5 separate regions of the Mus musculus genome follow, and regions 1, 2, 3 and 4 are each linked to region 5. Evidence: chromatin contacts called from public HiCAR-type, HiChIP or PLAC-seq and promoter capture Hi-C data. All regions are on one chromosome and are shown on one strand. Each heading gives the region's core, a stretch centred on a gene start, on an enhancer-like site or on the middle of the called end of the contact. The rest is flanking DNA. Distances are from core to core; before and after follow the strand shown. Region 1 holds the start of Tnrc18 (trinucleotide repeat containing 18). Region 2 holds the start of Radil (Ras association and DIL domains). Region 3 holds the start of Rnf216 (ring finger protein 216). Region 4 holds the start of Foxk1 (forkhead box K1). Region 5 holds the start of Snx8 (sorting nexin 8).

Evidence for each region. Promoter capture Hi-C pulls out the DNA fragments that hold promoters and counts their contacts. HiCAR-type assays count read pairs that join an accessible place to other places. HiChIP or PLAC-seq counts read pairs in DNA pulled down with a chosen protein or histone mark.
Region 1: an H3K4me3 HiChIP or PLAC-seq map of neural tube shows a contact between it and region 5, with 5 times the contacts expected there. The contact joins the promoter of Tnrc18 here to the promoter of Snx8 in region 5. A contact is called at or near these places in 1 of 39 promoter capture datasets (pre-B cells), 3 of 115 datasets of contacts at active chromatin or transcription factors (large pre-B cells, neural tube and pro-B cells) and 1 of 9 other capture datasets (liver).
Region 2: a HiCAR-type map of astrocytes shows a contact between it and region 5, with 5 times the contacts expected there. The contact joins the promoter of Radil here to the promoter of Snx8 in region 5. A contact is called at or near these places in 1 of 39 promoter capture datasets (the 3T3-L1 cell line) and 1 of 115 datasets of contacts at active chromatin or transcription factors (astrocytes).
Region 3: a contact with region 5 is called in a promoter capture Hi-C map of cranial neural crest. The contact joins the promoter of Rnf216 here to the promoter of Snx8 in region 5. A contact is called at or near these places in 1 of 39 promoter capture datasets (cranial neural crest) and 1 of 115 datasets of contacts at active chromatin or transcription factors (astrocytes).
Region 4: an H3K4me3 HiChIP or PLAC-seq map of stem cell-derived neural progenitor cells shows a contact between it and region 5, with 4 times the contacts expected there. The contact joins the promoter of Foxk1 here to the promoter of Snx8 in region 5. A contact is called at or near these places in 1 of 39 promoter capture datasets (cranial neural crest) and 1 of 115 datasets of contacts at active chromatin or transcription factors (stem cell-derived neural progenitor cells).

Annotation. Positions count from the first base shown.
Region 1 is chr5:142,816,161-142,821,412 of GRCm38.p6, reverse strand. Tnrc18 (trinucleotide repeat containing 18) reads left to right here and starts at 3,751. Exons shown (of 28, transcript NM_001122730.3): 1 at 3,751-4,141.
Region 2 is chr5:142,549,503-142,554,361 of GRCm38.p6, reverse strand. It overlaps Radil (Ras association and DIL domains), which reads left to right and starts at 3,264. Exons shown (of 15, transcript NM_178702.4): 1 at 3,264-3,382.
Region 3 is chr5:143,110,877-143,115,651 of GRCm38.p6, reverse strand. It overlaps Rnf216 (ring finger protein 216), which reads left to right and starts at 2,632. Exons shown (of 17, transcript NM_080561.4): 1 at 2,632-2,753.
Region 4 is chr5:142,399,335-142,404,198 of GRCm38.p6, reverse strand. Foxk1 (forkhead box K1) reads right to left here and starts at 2,702. Exons shown (of 9, transcript NM_199068.2): 1 at 2,158-2,702. The coding sequence starts at 2,675.
Region 5 is chr5:140,385,931-140,390,626 of GRCm38.p6, reverse strand. Snx8 (sorting nexin 8) reads left to right here and starts at 1,319. Exons shown (of 11, transcript NM_172277.3): 1 at 1,319-1,479. The coding sequence starts at 1,386.

The DNA.
Region 1 (5,252 bases), core at 2,502-5,001, 2.4 Mb before region 5:
TTTCTCTTAGCGTCCCGGTCACTTAGTCTCCAGTGGAGTTCCACTCCCTGGGAGAGCTGGTTCACGGCAACCGATAGAGAAGGTCACCTGAATGAAAACTAGCTTTTCTTTTTTTTTCTTTTTGTATTCCCCACCCTCCTGCGCCCTGTTCCCCTGATGGAGGGGCATGGTGGAAACCTGTCCACACGGCTAACAACCTCCGGATTGTAGAAGATGAGGGTTCAAGCTTTCGTGGGGCAGAAGTGAGGGGAGCGCGGGGTTCCCTGGAGCCGGACAAAGGCGCACCGCAGGGAAGGCAGCCGCACTCAAGGTTGGCCTGTCCTCTGGTTTTACAACAAAGAGCTTTGAGTTTTGTCCGCGGGGACTCGTCCAGAGCTTCCAGACCTGGACCGGGTATCTGGAAGAATACACCAAAAGCCTCAGGAGTGTCCGGGGACAACCATGCCGGACCAGGCAGGCCAACCCGGTGGGTTGCCCGGGAATTGCGTCCTTGGACTTCGCGGAGGTCCCCCACGATTTTCTCTCCAGTCAGTACAACACACACACACACACACACACACACACACACACACACACTGCGTCAACAGAATTTTTCTGGCCACGGATCCCACCGGGTAAACAAGCGTGGGGGATGGGACGCGGAAGATGGCGCTTGGACTCTTGGTCCCTGCGGTTGTCTCCAGCTCAGTTTCAGGACGAATATACAGGGCTTTTGTAGATAAAGTGTGGCCCAGCCCGGCTTGGAGGTTATTTCCCCAGACCTGGAGACTCTCTGAAGTGGTGGTGTAGTGTAGCCTCTGCTTCTCTAGAAATGTCCCCACGCCCCAACATGGCTCCCGACCACTGTTAAATGTGGGGGACACAGGGACAAGGAGACCTGGCCTGTGCACCGCACGTTGTACTTGGCAGCCTTGAGAGTTGCAGGGGTTTGCTCAGTGTTCCCCTCCCGGGGGCCAGGGATCGGGGCCACCGTTCCCCAGGTTCAGCGCACCCGGTGGCCTGAGGGCCGAGTGGCAGGTCGAGAGGGGACTGGGGAGCCGAGCCGTACATTCCAGAGGGGAGCGGGTCGAGTTCCGCCCCAACCTCAGCCCTAATGAAACTCTGGGTCGGTCGGTATGCCACGCCGACGGGGCGCACACTTGAAAAATGCAAACGCCATCGGCAAATCCGGGGCAAATTGGAATAATTTTTTATTAGCAGCTAAATGATTTATGGCACACATACCCCGCCGTCACAATTACGGCGTCTTGGAGCATCCAGGGGTGAAAACATTAAACATTTATAAAAACAGGCCTTTGTTTTTTTCCAACCCCGCAAGCCTTTTGCACAATCCCCCCACCCCACTCCGACTCTCTCAAGATACATATTTTTTCTTGAGCTGTATTAAAATAAGAAAAACATTCTGGATCCCGGGAGGGATGAGGGGGTTGGGGGGAGACCAGGGCCTGCGCTCTGAATATTGGAGGGCGTTGGGGGGTGGGGGAAAGCGAGCGACTGAGGCGTGGGAGGGTTTAACTAGGAACCCACAAAGGCCTCTGGATAAGACTCAAGGGCACTAGGCGCCCCCCACCCCCTCAGCCCGTTTCTCTCTTGTTTCCAGAAGCCCTCGCAGCTTAACAGCATTTATTTTATTTCTTGCAATCAACTCCCCCCCTCCCCTAAGGCACACAGACACAATACCTCCTTTCTCTAACCCCCCTCTCTCCGTCTTTGCTCCTGCCGGTCCCCGGGCAGCACCGGTCGCCTCCGGTCGCCCCTGGCTGCCACTGAGACCCCGTCGCCCAGCTCCGAGCGCGCGGACACCGCCGCTCAGTTCCCCTCAGCTCCGGCTATTTTCGTTCTTTTCTCTCCCTCTCCCTCTCTCTTCTCCCTCCTCTCTCCTCCCCCCACCGAGCTCCAGCTTCTAAAAGAGGGCAGCCTAGAAACCAGCCCAGAAAGCTCCAGGAAGGGCAACTTGAAACTGCTCTCAAGAGGCTGAATTTTTTCCCCCCTTCAAATTTATCCTGGAATTAAATTAGACACCCCCAGCTCTCTCTCGAATCTTCCCTCTTTTTTTTTCCTTCTAAAAGTGGAGGAAAGAAAAATAGAACGGATGAGCACTAACTAGCTCATTAAAAAAAAACTCTCAAAAATTGCCTTAAAAATGGATTTTCTTAAAAAAAAAATAGCAGCAGCAGGAAAACGCTGAGTCCGCAGAGCAGGGCGAAAGAGCGGGCTTCTTTTGTTTTAATTAAAACCCTATAGTTGCTCTCGAGGTAGGATCTGCAAGGCTCTCTGTCTTTCCAAGCTTCCTTTCCAGGGTAGGTAATGCCTAGCTGGGCTCGGGCTCCGAGAGGGTGCAGGGGATCTCCCCACCCTTTAGAACGGGTCCCTTCGGCAAGGATCACACTCCCTGGGTCCCCAGTCAGGTAGACTGCCGTCGGCGGCTCCCTGCCACTTAACTTCGAAAGTTTTTTTTTTTTTTTTTTTTTTTTTTTTGCTGAAAGAGCAAAATAAAAGTACAAAGTCTGGGGGATTAGTGCTCCCCTCCCCCTCTGGCCGCCGTGGCCAGCCAAGCACTTTTGGGCTTGGCTTGCTTCCTCTGAGCTCAACAGATTTTTTTTTTTCCCTTTCCCGGTCTCGCCCTCCCTGGAGGGGGCGCGGCGGATGGAAGGCGAGAGAGGCCCCCAGCCAAGAGGTTTTTAATATTACACCTTAATAGGTTTCAGAAGGCCCCGTGGAGAAATGCTAATAGGGCTGAAATGTCAGAACCGAGAGGGATTCAGCTCGCGTTCCGCCGATCTAATCCTTTTTTCTGCTCTGGTTTTTCTTGGCGGGGAAAGGGGGAAGGAGGGGCGCCCACGCCAAAAGGGGCTTTGGGGAGGGGCGCGCGGTGCGCACTCGGCCGCAGAGCCCCACAGCCCGGGTTTCTATAGGAACCTTTTATAAGATGCAACTCACCGCTGCCGACCGCCGCGGCCTGTCCAAAATATTAATCAGTAAAGCCTTCTGACACCGCGTTTCAGGGAGGGGACCCGCAGGCAGGGGCAAAAGGAAAAAAAAAAGGCCTTGTCGCCTGCCTGCCCACCCCACCCGACCGCGACTGCTAGGGGGAAAGGGAATGAATCGCTGCTTTATTTTAAAAGGCGAGAGTGAGCGAGCAAGCGAGAGAGAAGCAGGCCTTGTTATTTTTCGTCTGAACCTCGCTCTTTGGAGTGGCACCCTAGAGAGGGAGCGCCGGGCGCGGGCGCAATGAGCAGCTCGCCGGTTCCCGGCTCTTCCCGGCTAGCTTGTCACCTCCTCCCGAAGAAGGAAGCTGACAGGAGGCCTTGCAATGCCCGGGATTGCGGCGACAACCATCTTCCTCTATTTTGATCACTCAGCCCAGACGCAGGAGGAGGGGCTGGGATGTGGGGGGAGGGAGAAGGAGAAAGAAGGGGGGGGTCTGCTGGAGCTGGTGTGGGGGAGGGCTGCCTAGAAACGGCTCGGAAAAATTCTCACCACCAGTTTTGATCATTCAGCCCCGCCGTGGGGAGCCTGGAAACTGCTGGAGCCCCGAGGTCCGTAATTGGTTTTATAGGAATGGCTGAGGGCCAAGGTGTTTACATGCGCGTGATGGGCGGCGAGCGGGACCAATGCGCTGCGGCCGGGGGCTGGCCCGAAGGGGGGGGCGGGCACCCGGGAACAATGCGTGTTTCTTCGCCTGCGAGGCTCCCCTCCCCCGTCCCCCTTAAGCCCCCCCTTCGCTTTTTTTTTTTTTTTTTTTTTTTTAGATCCAGCGAGAGGAACTTGAAAGGGGGGTTGTGTAATGTACCTTTTCCAATCCCGGGCTGTATATGGAGATTTGGGATTCTTTAAACCGGCGCTACCTGGATTTTATTAAAAAGCGGGGAGCTCGGCGGGAGGAAAGCTGGCTTTTCCGGGGGCTGCGGGAGCGGGGCCGCGGGAGGGCGGAGGAGTTGGCGCGCCGCGCGCCCGGCCCGGGGAGCGGTTTTCTACCAAAAAAAGGAAAGGCGGGCAAAAAGTGTGAGGCGGCTGCGGGTGGCGGAGGGGAGCGGCGGCCGAGGGATGGCGGGCAGTACGGGCGCCTAGCCGCGCCAGGAACCGCGGCGGTTGCCGGAGTCGCCGTCGGAGCCTGGAGCCCGGAGCCCCGCCGCGCCAGGTACGCTCCGGGCCCCGATGCTCCCCGAACTTGTGCAGCGTACCCCTTGGGTCCGCAAAGCAGAAGGTCCCCGAAACAGTCGGGGTCCCCAGAAGGGAAGCGGAGGGCAGGGATCAGGGGGAGAGGACGCATCGCTGCGCCTTGGACTCCCACCCGAGCTCTCAGTCTGCAGCACCGCCGAGGGCGGCGGTTCCCTACTTGGTTCCCGGCAGGCGGCGGGCTAGCCCGGGGACGCCGAGACGGTTTCGATTATAGGCTGTTTTTAATTAAAAGCCGGAATTCAGCCATTTTAGCTGCATTTAAGAGGGGAAAAGTAGAGAAGGACGCAGTGGAACCCCGCAGATAGCCACGCCAGCTTCTCGACCATGGCAAAGGCTGCTCCGTAGGGCTTCACCCCGACTTCCTTAAAGTGGGGCGCCTGGGCTCTGCCTTTTTCAAAACGCTGCCTTTAATGAATATTATCTTTAAGTGTATGCGGGAAGCTCCTGGCGCCTTTGAGACAAGTATCCCGGGCTGTGACGATCCTAGATTTTTTCAAAAGTAAACGCGATTCTGGTAACCAGAGCCTGATAAAGAGCGAGGGCGGGCGAGAGGAAGAGGGGGTGTTGTAACCAAAGCCACGTTAAAATAGGCGTCCTTAGCAAAGTTGGGGGAAGAGGACTTTTGGGTCTGGGCGTAGGGCGGCTGGTCACCCGGGAGCTGTGGCTTAGTCTCCGTCTGCTAGAGCGCCCCGGTTCTCCCGGAACCAGGGGGTCTAGAGTAGCCTGGGGCTGGTAGTCAGGGAGGGAAGGGTGGGCTCTCTGAGACCTCCCTACCCCCTCGGGAACAGGAAAGCGACAGATCTTTTAAACAAACAGCTTAAATAGGACTTACAGGAGGGTTTACCCGATGCTGGGGAGGCGCCCCTCCGCTGGCCCGCGCTGTTAAGTTATTTTTTTTCCTTTGTAGGTTATTTTGGGGGTGTGTGGGTCACAAAGCTAGGGTAGAATTGAGATCTTTGGAGACCCCTTCTTTCTTCTCTGATGATCCCCAAATCCTCCACACCAAGCCACGTTCTCCGGGCATCGGTATTCCCAGGCCCGGGCGTTGGAAAATGAAACCAAATCTTGTT
Region 2 (4,859 bases), core at 2,015-4,514, 2.2 Mb before region 5:
CATGCTGGTTTGACAGCTGAGTCTATGAAGTCACGTGAAAGCCTGGAAGTGTGGCTCATTCTAACCATCTTGGAGGTTAGAATCATGTAAGTAACACTGGATTTTTGTCTTTCAGGATAAACAGGAATTATCTGCTGGTTTACAGGGCTGGAGAGATGGCTCAGCAGTTAAGGGTACCAATTGCTCTTCCAAAGGTCCTGAGTACAAATCCCAGCAACCACATGGTGGCTCACAACCATCTGTAATGAGATCCAATGCCCTCTTCTGGTGTGTCTGAAGACAGCTACAGTGTACTTACATATAATATAAATAAATAAATCTTTTTTTTTTAAAAAAAGAAGAAAGAAAAAGAAAAGAAAGCTGGTTTACTGGGATGAGCCATGTGCTCCCCTAAAATTCAGATGCTGAAGTCCCAGTACCCCGGAATGTTATTGGAGGTGGGGCCTTTAAGGAGGTAATTTTTAGTCGTTTGCAACTGTCTTCATCACTTTTACATTGCTGGACAGAAACAACTGAAAAGAGGAATACTTTCTTGGCTTATGATTTCAGAGATATCAGTCCTTGGTCACAGGCAGAGCATTGCATTTTCGAGCAAACCCTCATGAGGTAACAGAAAGAAAGCAGCAGACAGAAAGTCTTCAAGGATGACAATCCCTCAAAAGCCTGTCCCCGCGACCTGCTCCTTCTGGCTGGGCTCACTCTATAATGTCTTTACAGCCTTCCGAAATAACACTGCCAAATGCTGGCCACACCTTTGAAACGTAAGCCCAGGGTGGATGTTTCACATTCAATCCACTACAGGCCACAGATCATCAGTCATTTAGTACGTAAATAAACAATCTTAGCTGTGTCCCAGTAAAACTTTACAAAAAGTAGTCCAATCTGGCTCCCATGCTGTATGTAAGCAAACAATTGTAGCTGTGTCCCAATAAAACTTTATTTACAAAAACTGTCCAACCTGGTTCCCAAGCTGCAGTTTGGGGTTCTCTGCAGAGACAGGGGTGGGAAGTTTGGAGGTGGGACTTGGGTCATGGTCTGGGATGTGGCAGAAGGAATATCCAAGCCTGAACCCAGCCTCTCTTCCTAGCTCTGATAACTGCCTCTTCAGGTTTGTTATTGTTTGTAGGAAATTGTATGGAAGTATTCTAGTATATTGTTTGGTTACAGCCTCCCAGGCTGAGGTGCATGAGGAGGCTGGTGTGAATGGGGTGGTGCCCTATAAGGGTGCCCTGTAAGGGTCTATGGGGGGCCAGTGAGGTGGTTCAGCAGGTAAGAGCACTGACTGCTCTTCTGAAGGTCCCAAGTTCAAATCCCAGCAACCACATGGTGGCTCACAACCACCCCTAATGAGATCTGACGCCATCTTCTGGTGAGTCTAAAGTCAACTACAGTGTACTTATGCATAATAATAAATAAATCTTTTTTTTAAAGGTCTATGGGGAGGGTACTAGTTCATCATATAGACAAGCCAAGTCTTAATTGACCTTCAGTCAATGGACTTCTGAGAGACACTACATCCTCAGGAAGAAGTTGAATAGTGGGAACCTTTTAAGAGTTAGTGTGTGTATCCGAGCTGGGCTGGGTAAAGCCCCCAAGCATAGGACCTGACAGAAGAGGTGCTCTGTAAATGTCTGTCCCCTTCCCCTGGTCTCAAACATGGGGCCATTACTTTACAGCAGCGGTTCTCGACCTATGGGCCACAACCCCTTTTGGGATTGCATATCAGGTATCCTGCATACCAGATATTTACATCCCAATTCATAACAGTAGCAAAATTATAAAGTAGCAGTGAAATAATTCTATGGTTGGGGGTTACCACAACATGAGTGTTTTAGTTAGGGGTTCATTGCTGTGAAGAGATGCTATGACCAAAGTAAAAGAAACATTTATCTGGGCCTGCTTACAGTTTCAGAGGTTCAGTTCATTATCATCATGGTGGGAAGCATGGCAGCATCCAGGCAGGCATAGTGCTGGAAGAGGAACTGAGAGTTCTGCATCTCGATCCGCAGGCAGCAGGAGGCTGACCATATGTCATACTAGGTGTAGCTTGGGCATAGGAGACCTCAAAGTCCACCCCCACAGTGACACACTTCCTCCAACAAGACCACACCTCCTAATAGTGGCACTCTCTATGGGCCAAGCATTCAAACACAGAAGTGTATGGGGCCATATCTATTCAAACCACCCAGTGAGGAACTGTATTAAAGGGTTGCAACATTAAGGAAAGTTGAGAACTACTTCTCTACAGTATAGTTCTTGACAAACTGCCCACAAAAAGATATACTTCTCGGGTTAGGGTGTGCAGTTTGAGATCACTGAACATACCAGAGAGAAGTCAAAGCAAAATACATTATTTGGGTCAAGGACCTAGAGCTGATTTGGTCCCATTTTGCATGGTTTAAAGTTAGTCTGCCATAATTTGACTTGTGTTTTTAAAATTCTGGCTGCTTAGGGTTGAAGTGATTCAGTTGGTAGAGCATTTGTATTGCATACATGAGGCCCTTGGTTCGATCCCCAGAACTACATTAACTAGGCATGGTAGTGCAAGCTTGTAATTCCAACACAAGGACAATGGAGGTAATAGCATCAGGAGTGCAAGGCCAGCCTTGGTCACATGGAGTTTGAGGCCAATCTGGCATCTATGAGACCCTATCTAAAATGTAAAATAAAATTCTACGAAGGATACATTAAAATTAAAGAACTGGGGTTAAATGCTGACAACACACACTATATACACGTATGCAATTGTCAATGAATAAATAAAAATATATTCAATAAAATAAAAGTCTGGCCTTCCTGTCCCTGGTCAGTTTCATGCATATTCAGTTATGTACCTGTCCATCTTTGTCCACCCCTCCACCTTCGTCCACTAACTGGGGTGGAGGCCAAACACCACCTACTTGATCATAGAGTACACAACCCCAAAGCAGGGGGGCCCAAGAACAGGCCACGCCCTTCTTTCCTGCAGCCCCGCCCCTTGAGATACCACGACTCGACTTTGGGAAACTAGCCCCGCCCCCTTGCCGAGGCCACGCCCACTCAAAGGCCACACCTCTTAGAGAATCGTTCTTACCGTTGGGGACCAGAAGGGGGCGCTAGCGCACAGCCTATCTTTCTCGGTCGGCCAGGCCCGCCCTAATACATGTGACCCCGCCCACTCGAGGCTCCGTCTCTGCCCATTGGGCGCTGAGGTGTCAAGTTTCTGTTCGTCTCGCCCGACTCCCCGCCCTTAGAGGCTCCGCCCCCAGAGGCCCCGCCCCTTCGGAGGCCTCGCCCTGTCCGTTGCGCGGCCGGCAGGAGGCGCTTCGAGCCGGGCGCCAGCTCGGCTAACGGCGGGCGTGGGAGCCGCGCGCGGGGGACGCAGCTGACAGGCTGCGCTGAGGTGAGTGCGGGGCGCGAGAAGGAAGGTCAGCAGAGGCCGAGGATGGCCCAGGAGGTGCGGCTGGGCCACTGCGGGGACCCGCGGAGGGTGCGGAGACCGCGGGCTGAGACACGGGTGGCGGGGCACGCGCTGGGGCGGGGCCGCGCTGGTCACGGTCCCCACGGCGAGTCCGGGCGCGATGGAGGCAGGCTTGCTCGGTTGCCATGGAAACCGGCGAGCGCACGGGGCCTGGAGCGGCCCGGGGGAGCTGCACCTGAAGGCCGGGTGGGCGCGGGTTGCGTGGCCCCGTGGACTTCCAGGGGCAATCCGGGTTCCGTCACTCGTGGCCAAGGGACCTTTCCAGGCCTCAGTTTACCTGGTAGTGCTTTGGAGGTGCAATCTAACCTGGAACAACCCGAAAGAGCTCAAGGCGGGAGTCCCGCACTCGCCCACCAGGATGGTGGTGACACCCCCGCCTACACCCGTCCCGCATCGCGTCTCCTCCCCATCGGTGTGCCCGCGAGAGGCATTGTTTCTCCAGCTATTTCTGTATCATTTCCAGCCAGTCCCCCGACAAGTGCCGCGCCTGAGACAGATGCTGAGCTGGAGCTCCGAGGCCCTCAAAGGGATCTGGCTTCTGTCCCTGGGGAGCCCTGGGATGGGGGCCTGACAGGCTGCAGACCTGCCCGGCCCAGCCTCTGTCGCCTGTCGAGTGTTTGGTTAATCTGAATTACCAAAAAGAATTTGATTACTGGTGTCTCTCGGTGCTGCGGGCCACCTCTTGTGCATTCCAGAGAGGAGCTTCTCTTTAATCCTGCTGGGAGAAGTCAGTCCCTTTTTGCTAAGTGACTAGCGGCCCAAATGAAACCTGATTGAATTATGCTTGCCTTTAAAGCCGCCCTCCAGCTGGAGCCATAAAGATAGGATTTGTGGATGAGGGGAGGAGGCTAATGCGCCGTCTGCAAAGTTGACTGCTCAGTTTTTCTTCTGTTGGAATGATAATGTGTTCCACATTGTCCTGTTGGAACAGAGACGTCCCTCCACCCATGTCAGCCGTCGTTGACCTCACTGCCTGCCTGGTCTCTGTGACTTAACCTTACTTTTTTTCCTTTTCTTTCTTTTTTCTCTTTTCTTCCTTTCTTTTTTTCTTTTTTAAAAAAGCAGAATCGGAGAACAAGAAAAGAGACAATTTCTGAGGCAGCCACGGCGAGAGCCCTGCGTGTACTCTTGACTCTCTGGGACCTGAGCTGTCCTCAAATGTTTGTGTGTCAGAGGCGAGAATGAGGCAGAAAAAGGAAAAGACAGGTCATACTTCCAGAAAAACAGATCTGGTTACCCAGGGCGTACTCGCCTCTGTAGGACTTTCCCTGAATTCCAAGTGGCCTTTTGAGAAACATTTTTGTCCTGTGTGGACAAACAGGCTCCACTCTTGATTCTGTGATTAGGAAGGAAAGAGGTCTACAAGCCACTCAGGGCCACCTCAGGGCCCACTCTTTAG
Region 3 (4,775 bases), core at 1,383-3,882, 2.7 Mb before region 5:
AAGAAAGGTAAACAACTCAAAAGATCTTAGGATGTCCCTGAAACTTAACAGATTCACTAGGCCCCCTCCCTGCCAGAGTAAGCAATAAAAGCTGAGCGTCAGAGACCAACTGCAGAGAAGAGTCTCAGATGAGCAAAGCCTACAATAGAGACTCCTGAGACTAGACCAGTTTCCTAGAAGCAGCAGAAACCAGCCAAGCTGCCTGGAAAAGATTTAGACCAATAGAGGCACCGGGAAAGGACACTCTCCAACCTGGTGAGCTACCTGTAGGCTGTGCTCCAGGTTCCCAGCTTGGTGAGCCGTTGACCATGCTGGGGTGGGCTTTGGTGATGCAGCTGTCTTTGAGGCATTTTTGTTCTTGTAAGTGACCCCTCACCCACATCCCTGCAGGTAACCTCAGTAAAACTCACTGGTTCACCAAGTTGGACTTTGGTGGTACCTAAACTTCTGTCTGTTGTACGGTCCTTATCTGGGGGAAGCAAGGTGTTGTGTCTTTCCAGGAAAAGTTTTGTCACATAATATATGTGCCACCACACTTGGTTTACTCACCCTTGTTTTACTGTGTTTTCCCAGAATCTCTCTCCCAGTAATGGTGATATATACCTACAACCTAGAAATCCCAGCACTTGGGAGAAAGTTGGAGGCCAGCCTGAGCTACATAGTTAGACGCTGTCAGAACAATAGCAATAAAAAGCTCACAACTGAATCCTAGAAGCATGACCATAGTCTCTGTCACCCTCCTCCTCATACCACTGTTGGCAAGCCTTCTCTTCTGGCATGGTCTGACTATGTGCTCTAAAAGTTCATGTCTTGAAACCTACTCCTCAGTCATTTCTGCATGTTTACTGGTATTTGAAATGGCGCTTCTGGGGTCCATTTTGAGATCATGATGGTGGGGCTCTCACGATGGCATTAGTGGCTTTATAAGCAGGAAGAGACACCCAAGCTGGCACACATACTTTCTTAGATAATGCAATGCCTTCTGTTATTTTATAATTAGGAAGGAGTTTCTCTCCTGATCCGTACTACATGAGAGCCTTTGGTCTTCCCAGCAAGATCACAAGTTCAAGGACAGGCTAAACTATGTAGTGAGTTCAAGGCCAGTCTAAATAACCTAGTGAGATCTTGTCTCAAATTTTAAATAAAAATAAGAAGAGGGCTGGAAATGTAATTCAGTGATTGACAGCTTCTCTAGCATCTATGAGGCCCTGGGTTCAATCTCAGAAACACACACACATACAACATATACACATACACACAAGTGTACACACACAAGCAAAGACACACAGAGCACACACACAAGCATATACACACACACATACACACAAGCACACATAACATACACAAGCACGTCATACACTCATTTGTATACAACATACACACACATAAGCACAGACACACAGAGCACACACATAACATATACACATACACACAAGCACACACACAGAGCACAAACACACCATATACACACATACACACACAAGCATATCTACACACGCACATCCACACAAGCACACATAACATACATAAGCACAGACACACAGAGCACACATACACACATGAGCACAGATACACATATATACAAGCACACATAATATACACACACACAAGCACACCACACACTCATATTCATATATATATATATATATATATATATATATATATATATATATATATATAACATAAACACAAGCACAGGCACACATTACATATACACACCATATACACATACGCATATAAGCACACATACACACACTCATACACACAAGCATACACAACATATACACACACACACAAGCACACACACTTATACATACACAACCTATAGAAGCCCAGACAGAGCACACAGATACATCATACACATACATATACACACATACAACCACACACACAACTTGAGGTTTTTTTATTTATTTAAAAAAAAATTTTTTTTGAGACAGGATTTCTCTGTGTAGCCCTGGCTATACTGAACTCACTCTGTAGATCAGGCTGGCCTCGAACTCAGGGCTTCCTCTGCCTCCCAAGTGCTGGGATCAAAGGTGTGGACCATCACTGCCTGGCTGAAAAAAATTCAATTTCTATTTTTTATTTTGATTTTATGCATATGCATGTTTTGCCTGCATGTATATCGGTGTACAACTTGCATGCTTGGTGCCCACAGAGGCTGGAAGAGATCGTCAGGGATCTTCTAGAACTGAAATTACAGACCACTGTGAGCTGCAATGAGGGTTCCATGAATCAAATTTGGGTCGGTGCTCTTGAGCGCTGGCCAGCACTCCAACCTTGATTGAACAGAGCTGGAACTTTTACTCTTCACCAAATACCTTGGGAGGAGAGTTGGGTCATTTTACCTTTCTCACCTGGTACAGAGCATCACCTCAAGAGGGGATAGATACGTGATTAATCGGTTGATTTCATAGCTAAATCGGGGCGGCTACAGTGACCCTGTGGTTCAGCTGTTCTTTTGTCTTCCCACAGCAAGGAGGAGTCAAGGTTCTGCAGTCGTGGAGCCTGGATGGAGGCCGGCTAGGCACCCATCTCTATGGTCTCGCTCTCCAGGTCCCTCCTCCCCGACTGTCCGCGTCCCTCTATGGTTCTTCCTGTTATTAGTCGGGAGGGGGCGCTGCGCGCAGGCGCGAGGTGGACGCGGTGGCGAGGCCGGAAGGAACGCAGTAGCGGCCTCGGTGGCGGCGGCGGCGGTCGCAGCGGCGGCGGTCGCAGCGGGGGAGCTTTTCCAGCGGCTGCTTCTTCAGGTGAACTTGAGACTGAACTCCCGGGCGTCGAGCCGCGCTCGCGGAGCTGGGCTGGCTGTGTTGGGGCGAGTCCGTGATGGGCGCTCGCGCGCGCGGTCTCCCGGGGCTGCGGGTCGAGCGAGGAGAGTGGCCTCCCGCCGGGGCGCCACCGGGGTGGGGGCGGGGCCCGAGGGGGACGCGCTCGCGAGCCCCGGGGGCCCGGGGACCCGCGCGGGGGGTGACGGGAGGGGAGCGACGCCGACGACCGCTGGCCTGCCGGCTCCCCTCCCGTCACTTGAGGAAGTTTCTCGGGCCGGCCTGCTGCGCGGGGGGCGCCGAGCTGCTGAGAGACGGTTCTCTGGCGGCTCGCTCTGGTGGCCGCGCTCCCCACCGCGGCCTGGAGAAGCGGAAGAGGCGACCGACTGGCGACTTCGAACTCCAGCCCGGGCCAGTTTGGGGCCCCTTGGAGTCCAAGTTGACGCCTGTCATCCCAGTCTGAGCTCCCGAGTGAAGGGGACTTGAAACTCCTGCAGTCGGGAGTCCCGGTGCGTGGTAGCGGAGAGCGCTCCCGTGCGCGTGGCACCCTGGGGTGAGCGGCAAGACCCACGCTCGAGGGGACGAGGCGGCCCCTCGTGGGGCTCCTCGGTGATCCCGAACTCCTTGCATCTCCAAAGGGTGCAATGACTTGGTATCCTCTTCTCCATTGTGCTAAGTGTCTTGGACGCCATCTCCGCTGGGGTTTGTCTTGGATTCGTTTCTTTTCTTTTCTTCATTTTTTTTTTTTTTTTAATTTTTCTGCATAGCCGAGGCTAGCCTGAAACCTGAAAAGTAGAGGCTGGGCCCAAGGGACTCAGGAATTTGCATGCCTCTGCCCTGGTGTAGGCCACCCCACCACATCTTGCCATTATGTTGTTATTGTTATTGTTATTGTTATTGTTATTGTTATTGTTGAGTCTAACTGTAGCCCTTGCGGGCATGTAGCTCAGAGGTCTGCTTGCCTCTGCTTCCTGATTAAAGGCATGTGTCATTTTTCTCCTACTCAACAGCCGCTCTACCTTTGAGCTCCACTCTCAACTCCTTGCTGGATTTTTTTGTTGTTGTTGTTTTGTTTTTTGTTTTTCGCGACAGGGTTTTTCTGTGCAGTTCTGCCTGTCCTGAAACTCACTTTGTAGACCTCAGAACTCAGAAATCCGCCTGCCTCTGCCTCCCAAGTGCTGGGATTAAAGGCATGCGCCGCCGCCGCCGCCGCCACCACCACCACCGCCCAGCTTCCTTGCTGGATTTTTGTTTGTTTGGTTTGGTTTGGGTGAGACTAATGGATTTATTGTGTTTTCCTTCAGAGCAAGGGTGAAAGAGTATGTATAGGAGCCTGTGTGCATCAGGGTCAAGTTTTCATCCCCACCATGAACGGTGACCTTATGAAAGCTCCGTCTGCTTGTTATTTTAACATGTAGAGAAGGGGCTTGTCACTGCCCTTGCTTGGAGGGAAGGACAGTATTTTTATGACCTTAGCTTATCCTAATTAAGAAATAGCCAAGCTCTGCCTTCTGAGGGTAGAGAAGGATGGTGAGCCTGAGGAGATTGCTGAGGCTCTTGAGCCTGGCTTTTGGACACCTGTGAGCCTTTTGCATTAGCAACTTTAGACTTATCTAAAAAGGACAAGAGCAGCTAGTAAAAAGCTCTTGAGGAGGAATTTAATAAAGTGTGGCTCAGGGAGATTGAAGGTTTATGAAGTCTGCTGAGTGTTTACTAACTACAGCATGAGGTAATGTGCTCTGTGTTTACTGTGCTTGGGGCTCTACTGTATTCTAGATCCTTCCAGACAGGAATTCTCATCTTGTCATCATTTTTGTTTTTTTTTTGTTTTTGTTTTTGTTTTTGTTTTTTTGTATTTTCGAGACAGGGTTTCTCTGTGTGGCCCTGGCTGTCCTGGAACTCACTCTGTAGACCAGGCTGGCCTTGAACTTGGAAATCCGCCTGCCTTTGCTTCCCAAGCTCTGGGATTAAAGGTGTGCACCACCACTGCCGGGCTTGTAGTCACAT
Region 4 (4,864 bases), core at 1,453-3,952, 2.0 Mb before region 5:
GGAGAGAGAGAGTGTGGTAGTCTGTCCATTTCTCAGGCCCAGGAATGAATTTAATGACCTACTAACCTTCCAAGAAATCTGCTTTTATTTTATTTTATTTTATTTTATTTTATTTTATTTTTTATTCCTTTTGGTGTTGGGGGCAGAACTCAGAGTCTTGCATGAGCTACGGGAGTGCTCTCCCACTGGCTATGTACACTTCACAAGGGCACAGCTTTCAGGTCTGGGAAATGAAGGTCGAATTCCCTCTCACACCCTAATGGGATGAGTCACTGTTGGGGTTCAAAGTTATTCAGTACAGAATCTATAACTATGTGTCTGGACCCTGAGAAGGCAAACACAGACAGCAGTACTCCAGACCTGGGAATGACCCCAGCAAAGACCGCACACTGATGGTGCTTATAAATGTGAGTGATGAGTTGGACACACACACACACACACACACACACACACACCTGACTGTGAACCTTGTCAAAGGAACACTAGTGAGCAGTAGAAGCAATTACTGAATAGAAAAAGAAACTGCGGGGAGAAAGTAATTAACATGGCTCTCTCCTAGTACCTTGGATCTTAAGGTTCTGGACCCTCAAGGGTGACACGGCCCTGGGAATAATGGGAGCTTGGAAGAGGGTAAGGTAGGCATGGTACTGAAATGCCATAGGGCGCTGTCCTGGGAGCTGGCCAAGCTAAGGACAGACCTGTTTCCTACCATGTTCTGGAGGTAAACTGAGGCACAGCACTTCCTGTCCTGCCTCTTTAAAGCCTCTGCCTCCAGACATGCCTTTAAAGTATGGATTGCCCGCCCCCCGCCCTCAAGGCAGCTCACCATATACCTCTGCACCATATACCCCTGCACCGTATACCTCCCAGGTAACACCCTCCCAGGTGGGAGAGGCACAGCTCATCTGTCAGTCCGTCCTCACAGTGAACACTGGGTCCTGGCCTGTGTCGTCAGAGACAGGAGCATACCTAGCATTGTTCAGACTAGCAAAGGTCAGATGTGACCCTGGGGGTTCTGTATAAATGGAATCAGGGTTGAAGGCGATGGGCTGGGGAGGAGTGGTGTTAGTTCAGGCTGGGTGGTATCTCATGATGCTGGCCAGGGTTTAGGTCAGGGCGTGACCACGGAGAAGGGGAGTGTTTCAGGGCTGGAGGGTCTGGAGTTGACCCAAAGTAAAGATGGAGATCAGGGTGAGCTGATGGTTTCAAACCATTCGAAGTCAGAGATGACCTCTGAAGACTTAGGCTGTGTGAGATAAGGGTTAGGGGTGGCCCTAGGACCTTCAGGTTAAGGGAAGTCAGGGGTAACGGCTTCTGGCTGGTAGGATGGGGGTCAAGAGTGACCCCAGGTATTGAGGCCAGGTGGGATTAGGGATAAGCTGGGTTCAGAAAGGGTTGGAGATCATGGGTAGCCAACTCCAACATGGGAGGAGTGGAAGACAGATGGGGTTGGGGAGTGTGCAAGTGTGTGTGTGTAAGTGTGTGTGTGTGTGTGTGTGTGTGTGAGAGAGAGAGAGAGACAGACAGACAGACAGACAGACAGAGTCAGAGTCAGAGTCAGAGAGAGAGAAAGGGGTTAGAATGGACCCAAGTGTTCAGGCCTGTCCAGGGTCAGGGTGACAGGATTTCAGGCTGAATGGGAGTCGGGCCCATCCAGGGATCAGTGCCCAATGAGTTAACTGGGGAGTCAGGGTTAGTTGGGTCGTGATTAAGATCAGGACAACCACGGGGTCAGAGCCAGGTGATGGGTGAGATCACCAGTAACTTAAGGATCAGGCTCAGCTGGGCCGGGTGGGATGGAGATCTGTGTAACCAGGGGTCAGAGCTAGGTGGGATCAAGACTGGGAGATGGCTAGGGAATCAGAGCCGGATAGAGTCGAGATTAGAGGGGCTAGGGCCTGGCAGGGTCGAGATGGAGGAGGGAGTGACCAAGGGCTGGGACCCGGTGGGAACGGTAAGAAATTTGAGGCTCGACCCAGGTGCCAGACCAGGCGGAGGCGAGTTCAGGGGGTGACCGGGGGGCGGGGGGTTCAGGTTGAGCAGGGTCGAGATCACAGAGTGACAAGGAGCCAAGCTGGGCGGGGTAGAGGTCAGGGGTGGCCAGGGGGTTCAGGCCAGGTCCGGAGAGGGGTGACCCGAGGGTGGCGCAGTACTCACTGTTGGGGTAGCTGCAGGGCGGGCGCTCCGCGCCTCTGGAAGGCCCCGTCCACGAAGACGCCGTTCTTGCCGAGACAGCGAAGATAGAAGTGAGGCTCCTGGAAGCTGAGCTGCAGGTGGCGCCGGGAAATGAAGCTCGACAGGCCCATGCTTAGGTCCACCGAGCCCTGCGACGAGTTGCGGCCGATGGTGACGCTGGGCTGTCGCATCAGGAACTCGAACTCCCGACCCTCCAGGCGAGCCAGGGCAGGCCCGGGGCTCTGGCGCACGGAGGCAGCGGCCGCGGCCACCAGGGCGGGCGCGGTGGTGGTGGCAGTGGCGACGGTGGAGGGCACCGGCCCGGGGCCGGGCTCGGCGGGCAGCGCGGGCGGCCCGGGTGGAGGTTGCGCCGGCGGCGGCGGGGACGTAGTGGCCGGGAAGGCGGCGGCCGCAGCCGCGGCGCATAGCACGGGGCTGCAGGGAGCCGAGCGCAGCGCCAGCAGGGCGCGGGCGCCGCTGTCCTCGCCGACTTCGGCCATGTTCGCGCAGCTCCGAGCGGCTCCGGTGGCGGCCGAGGCGGCGCGGGGCGGGGCGGGGCGGCGCGCGCGGAAACCCGGGCTGGATCGTGGCCTGGAGCGGAGCCGGGACACCGCAGGACCCTCGCGCTGCGCGCGCAGCTTCCACTCGAGGTGGGCGGGTGCAGAGAGACACAGAGCCCCCTCCTCCAGTCCCGAAGGGTGCTTGGATTCATCACGTTTTTAGGGGTGTCCTATTGAGGCTGGAGTTTAAAGTCCAGGGATGCTTGAAATGGTCTCTGCTCCTTACTGATCGTTTCTGCACAGCTACTCTTTCTGTGCTTTGCTTTTTTTTTTTTTTTGGTTTGGTATAATGTTGCAAATTACATTTTATTCATTCATTTATTTACTTGTGGTTCTTTACCACGTGTGTGTGTGCGCGCGCGCGCGCACGTGTGTTTGTGTGGTCAGAGAGGACAGCTCTCAGCAGTCTATTCTCTCCTACCCTGTGGGGTTCTGAGGATGGCATTGAGGTCGACAAGCTTGGTGACAAGCACCTTTATTTACTGAACCATCTCGATTGTTCTTGTTTTGTTGTTTGAGATCCTGTCTCATACCAAGGCTAGCCTGGTTTTGAATACCTAGATCAGGCTGGCCTCAAATTCATGATCTTCCTGTTCCAGCTTCCTGAGTGTAGCTATTAAGGTGTGTGCCTAGCCCTTTAAAATCAATTTAAAAATTCATTTTTTAAAGACAGGGTCTATGTATGTAGACCAGATTGGCTTCTAGCTGACGACCAACCCGGCTCAGGCTCCGCAATTCTTGCTGGAGTCACAGCTGTGCACCACCACAGCTGGTTCCCCTTGCTCCTTTTAAGGCGAACAGTTCTGCCTGTTTCTAGGGACTGTGGACACCCGAAGATTGACGGTAGTTGAAAACACTTAAATGGTGAACTTGGCACCATGTGAATCCCTTGAGAATTTAAGGTCCTGCACTGGGATGCTAATTCCCCCAAGTCTTCCCCCAGGACCTGCAGCGCGCGAGTGCATGCACACACATACACACTCGATTTCTCACATTTAATAATGACTGAAGGAGCTGACACAGTTGGTAAATTGCCTGATGGCACTCATCCCCCAAGACAGGAAAGTTCATTCCCCGGGACCGACTTCAAAACCCATTGAGAGCTTCGATCTTCCCAGCGCTTTGGGTAAAAGGTTGACAGATAGATCCCTGAAGCTCATTGGCCAGCCTGCCTAGCCAATCAGTGAGCTCCACGTTCATAGTGGAAACACTGTTTCAAAACAAAAACAAAAACACGAATAAAACAGGGCTAAAGGAGCACACAGTTATTCACGCCTGTGCATGCACCGGCGCACGTGCACACACAAACACAAGTGCAAACATACACACACAAAAGAATGTCTAAAAATAATGATTGAGAATAGAGATAGACATAGGTCTTGCCCTCAGTGAGCTTCATGTCGAAAGATGATACACACGTGAATTAAAGACCTACAGTGATCATTGCAATGCTCACGGCCATGCTGGATGCGTGTTGACAGAGTGCATGTGTGTGTGTGTGGGGGGGGGGCATAGTGTCCTGGGGCGGGGGGGGGGGGGAGGCTAGAAGGGAGGTTTGGTCTGCTCACAATCCCACACTTCCCTGCCTATCCATTCTGGACCCAAACTGGAAAGCCTATCACGGTGATAGAGCCGTGGATTTCAACCTTTCTCATGCTGAGACCCTTTAATACAGTTCTTCATGTTGTGGTGACCTCTCACCATAAAATGATTTCCATTGCTACTTCATAACTGTAATGTCGCTGCTCTTATGAATTATGGTGTAAATATCTGATATGCCGGATGTCTGATAAACAATTTCTCTGTGAGGTCGTGACCCATAGGTTGAGAATCATTTTCTCACGTGTCGTGCTGTCTAAATAAGTGTGTTTGAGAGGTGGGGGCAGAAGCTTTTTTTTAAATTTAGGATTGGTTTTCTTTTGGCTTGGTCTGTGCGATGTGTTTGAGATCAGGCCTCTTGTAGCCTAGGCTGGCCTCCAACTTACTGTATAGCTAAGGTTGAATTTATAATCCTGGCTCCATGTTCAAATGCTAGAATTAACAATGTGAGCCACCATGCCATGCCCCACTCCCGTGTTCCTTCTCATTCTTCAGTACTACAGTTGAGTCCAAGGTCCTGTGTGCTCAAT
Region 5 (4,696 bases), core at 70-2,569:
CTGGGATTAAAGGTGTGCGCCACCACACCCAACTGTTCTGATGGAGTCTTATTAATAACCCTCTTCTTCTCCCAGATATTTTTTTGCTTTTCCTTTACTTGAGATAATGTATCTATATGCAGTTTAGGTTGCCTTTCTTTTTTCTTTTTCTCCTTCTTTCTTTTTCCTTTCTTCTTCTTCTTCTTCTTCTTCTTCTTCTTCTTCTTCTTCTTCTTCTTCTTGTTCTCCTCCTCCTCCTCTTCCTCCTCCTCCTCCTCCTCCTCCTCCTCCTCCTCCTCCTTCTTCTTCTTCTTCTTCTTCTTCTTCTTCTTCTTCTTCTTCTTCTCTCTCTTCCTCCTCCTCTTCTTCTTCCTCCTCCTCCTCCTCCTCTTCCTCCTCCTGCAGTTCTAGACTCAGTCCTCATATTCAGCCCCGGGTCAGACACTGCTCCTGTGTGCTCTTACATCCTTGCTTCCCTCTGTCAGTCAGAGGGCCAGGCCTGGAGGTATGTATGTTCAACTTAGCTCCTAGGGAGGCTGAGGCAGGAGGATGTTCTGCCTTAGCTACAGAGTGAGTTCAAGGCTAGCCTGGCTAACTAGACCCCGAGTCAAAATAAATACATAAAGCTCAACGTCCTGGTGTGCATCTTCAATCCCAGCACTCAGGAGAGAGAGGCAGGCAGATCTTTGAGTTTGAGGCTAGCCATAGTGAGTTCCAGGACAGCCAGGGTTATATATTGAGACCCTATCTCCAACAATATACAAATAAATAATAAAGGGCTGGTGATACATAGCACAGTGGTAGAGGGCCAGCTCAGCATGTGGGAGCCTATGGGCTCAATCCCCAACAGAAAGGAGAATGGCCTGGTTATCTGCAAACAATTATGGAATGTTGTTCCTCATCAGTAATCTTCAGAGACCTATTATAGTCAGAAGACCTACTCTCTAGCCATGTTTCACGCTCCAAATCCCAGAAGGTACTAGAACACTGTTCTAATGTCCGTAGCACCTTTCACAGGGGCTGCCCCGGAATTCACAGAGCATGTGTGAGTGGGCAAGCGAATGCAAAAATGAATGGCAGCGTGGGTCAGAGGGTGGGCAAGAAGATGAGTAACAGCTGCTGGCTAAGAGCGGGGAGGTGGGTGCGCACTGGAGGGAGGTGGCACTAAGCAGCTGGGGCGGTACTCGCGCTAGCACTCAGTCTTGGACCAGAGCTGCTGAACGCTGCCCCGGCCGCGGCCACGTGGTTGGGGCGTGGCTCGTGGGTAGGGGCGTGGTCTTACTGCTTGGGGTGAGCGGAGGGGCGTGGCGAGGTTGGCATGGGCGTGGCCACGCCGGACAAGAGCTGGCGTGGGCGGGGCTGGCCGGGCGGGCGCGGGAGGAAGTCACGTGGGCGAGCGGGCTCACATGACTGGCCGCGCGATGGACCCGCTGCCCTCGCCGGCAGTCGCTGCAGCTGCTGAGGCGGAGGCTGACGAGGAGGCGGATCCGCCGGCGACAGGTAGGGCACGCGGCCCGATGGCCCTGTGCGGAGAGCCAAGTGCTTCACACTCGGGGACCACCTGTCAGTGCCACACCTCGCCTGGCCGGGGTGGGGGGGTGGACATTCTTGGGGCCAGCCTCTTCCCGCTGCTCCCTGGGACGCTGCTCTTCAGCCCTCCGTTAGCGAGCGGCCGTGTGGAGTTGCACCTGGGTCTTTTCTGACCCCACTTTGGAGACGTGGTCTAGAGAGTGGTTTATATTCATGTGTGACCATGTCCAGGGAAAGGGATGTGTCTTTGGTATCAGACTCTTTTTCCTGGGGTCCCCGGCTTTGTGGACTGTGGGGACGCATCCATGTGGCCAGAGGCGCAAGGGTGGAGCTGGGCCTGGTGTGTGCCAGCCAGGTCTGGCCAAGTGTCGCTGAGTATGGCCATCTAGAGCATTGGTGGAAAGACAGGTTCTTCTCTTGGGACGAAGGGTTTAGGGTAGTACTTTTAACCCCAGGGGAGGGAGGAGGATGTCAATGAACGCCTCTGAAGAATGGAGAGAAGGTGAAACTCCCCTCGGAGTTGGTCAACAGTCTTTGGGTCTTGTTGGGTAAAACATTGTATTTTTGAGGTTGTATGTTTGAGCCACCACTTAAGTCCCTATACCTGGGCGCCTTGAGAAAGGGAGACTGATCCAGAGCTACTTATGCCTTTTAAGAATGCTTTTTTAAAAAAATATTTCTAACTGTGTATATGTATGTGTGTGTGTGTGTGTGTGTGTGTGTGTGTGTGTGTGTGCGCGCGCGCCCTTGGAGGACAGATGTGTTAGATTCCCGAGAGGCCAAAGTTTCACCTGCCTGTTAGCCACTCAGTAGAGCTGCTGGGACCCAGACTCCTGTCCTCTGCAAGAGCTCTGGAGCCTGTGCTCTGAGCCCCTGCCTGACTCATAAAGCAATTCCTTGTGGCTTGTAGCAGTGGTGATGGGTTAGAGCTCTCTTGGCAAATTTGGGATCTTCCATATTACTTCCTAGAGAACTCAGCTAATGGCTGACGTTAGGAAGGATTTCGTCTAGATTTTTGACAGATCTTGGGCAGTGGTGTGACTTGTGTGTTAGTCACAGCCATGTAGTCCTTCACGATTGACAGGCCATCCCAGTAGCCACGTAAGTAGGAAAATGGGTTTTTCAACCTGTCACTTCCTTCTGTATGTATGAAACTTGGCACCAAGCTGGTGATGTGGCGAAGGAGATTTTCTTCCTTCTGCAAGAAACTTAGTTGGAGTGTGTCTTGGTGGAGCCTTTGGCTGGATGGACTAGAGTCAAAACACCTTTGGGAATCACTCTTGGGAAAACGTATTCTTGTGTGTGTGATGTTCTTGAGAACAGTGTGGCATGGCACAGGGATGGCAGTCAGAGGACAGCTTTGTGGAGTCACTTCTCTCTTCCACTGTTCCTTGAGTTCTAGGGATGGAGCTTGAGGTGGGTGGGCTTGTGTGTGTGAATGCAGGTAGCCACTGAGCCCTCTCACCTGGTCCCGAGGATGGCTTTGCTTTCAGAGGTAAAGAGCTCAGGCAGCGAACTTTCACAGGTTGATTTTCACTTCACTTCCTCTTCCTCTTCCTCATCCTCTTCCTCCTCCTCTTCCTCTTCCTCCTCCTCCTCTTCCTCCTCACCTTTTGCCTAGTAGCCTCCACCTTCACAGTTGGCTGATTTTTGACATCTCAAAGGATTAACTAGTGTGACTTATGGGTACATAGCAGATTTCCACTTTGGCTACCCCTTCAGAGCTGCCGGTAGTAGTCATGCGTAAAGTAGTGTTTGTGTTTGTAGCGGTTTGGAACTGCTGGGAGGAAAATGGGCTCATTGTGGTTTTCAGCACACAGATCCATTATTCGAAAGGTGAACCGTGTATACGCTGCAGGAGATTGGTCCTCAGGAGAACTGAACTTAGTGTGCTGACCTGCCTGGTCTTGAGCTCATAGAGGTCAGCCTCTGTCTCCTGACTGCAGGGATTAAAGGCATGTGCCACCACAATCAGCCTTATTTGTTTATTTTTGAGACAGTGTCTGCTATGTAACTCAGGTTGGCCTCAAACCCATAGTCCTCCTGTTCTCCGTATCTTGTCTTCTGGATGCTGAGATTGTAGGTACATGCTATCACACATGGCTGCACCTTGTGTGAGCAGAGGTCAGTGGTCCAGAGCAAGTTACACTTGCCGAAAACAAAGTGTCACAGCCTCCATAGTCCGTGATGGAGCATTCACAGGCTGGCCTCCCTGTTCAGACGGTAGATAGCATCTACCTAAGCCAGCAACCCTAGGCTGACGGTTTCCATGTCTCTTTCAAGTTGCCTGGCTCTTTTTTGTCTGCTTCCACTTTTAAGGACCCCTGTGAATAGGGGAGGCACCCAGAAAATGAAGATTTGTGTTCTTATGTTCACTTCAGAACAGCCTCGAATTTCACTGTAATTCTAATTCCTTTTGCTGAGTGAAAGTAAGAACATCACCTTTTCTGGGACTAGGATGCAGACATCTTTGGGGTCTTATGTCGCGTTCATCACAAGAAGATATCCTAGGAGTGGAATTGCTGGCTTCTAGGATTTGCACACTTGCTGTCTTTGACTGATGGAAGGCTGGTGCCATGGCTCAGCCAGCAAAGGGACCTGCTTGGGTGTCCTATGTTTGATTCTCAAATGGGACGGATGGAGAGAGTTAAGAACATTTAATTTTGTTTTAATATCCATTATCTTGATTAGTAATGAATTTCAGTTCCTTTACCTCCTTCCTGGTGTGACTCAGTCTCTGGTTTGATTGAGTCTCTTCCTCAATGGCTCGTCACCTTATTTTTGTTTTAAAGATTTATTGGTTGGGTGGTAGTGACCCCTGCCTTTAATCCCAGCACTTGGGAGGCAGAGGCAGGCAGATCTCTGAGTTCCAGGCCAGCCCGGTCTACAGAATGAGTCCTAGGACAGCCAGGGCTACACAGAGAAACCCTGTCTTTTTTTTTTTTTTTTTTTTTTTTAATGTATACACCATTGCTGTCTTCAGACATACCAGAAGAGGGTGTCATGTGGGTGCTGGGAATTAAACTCATTACCTCTGGAAGAGCAGTCAGTGCTCTTAACCACTGAGCCATCTCTCCAGCTCCCAAAAATTTATTTATTTGAGTACACTGTTGCTGTCTTCAGACACACCAGAAGAGTGCATCAGATCCCATTACAGATGGTTGTAAGCCACCATGTGGTTGCTGAG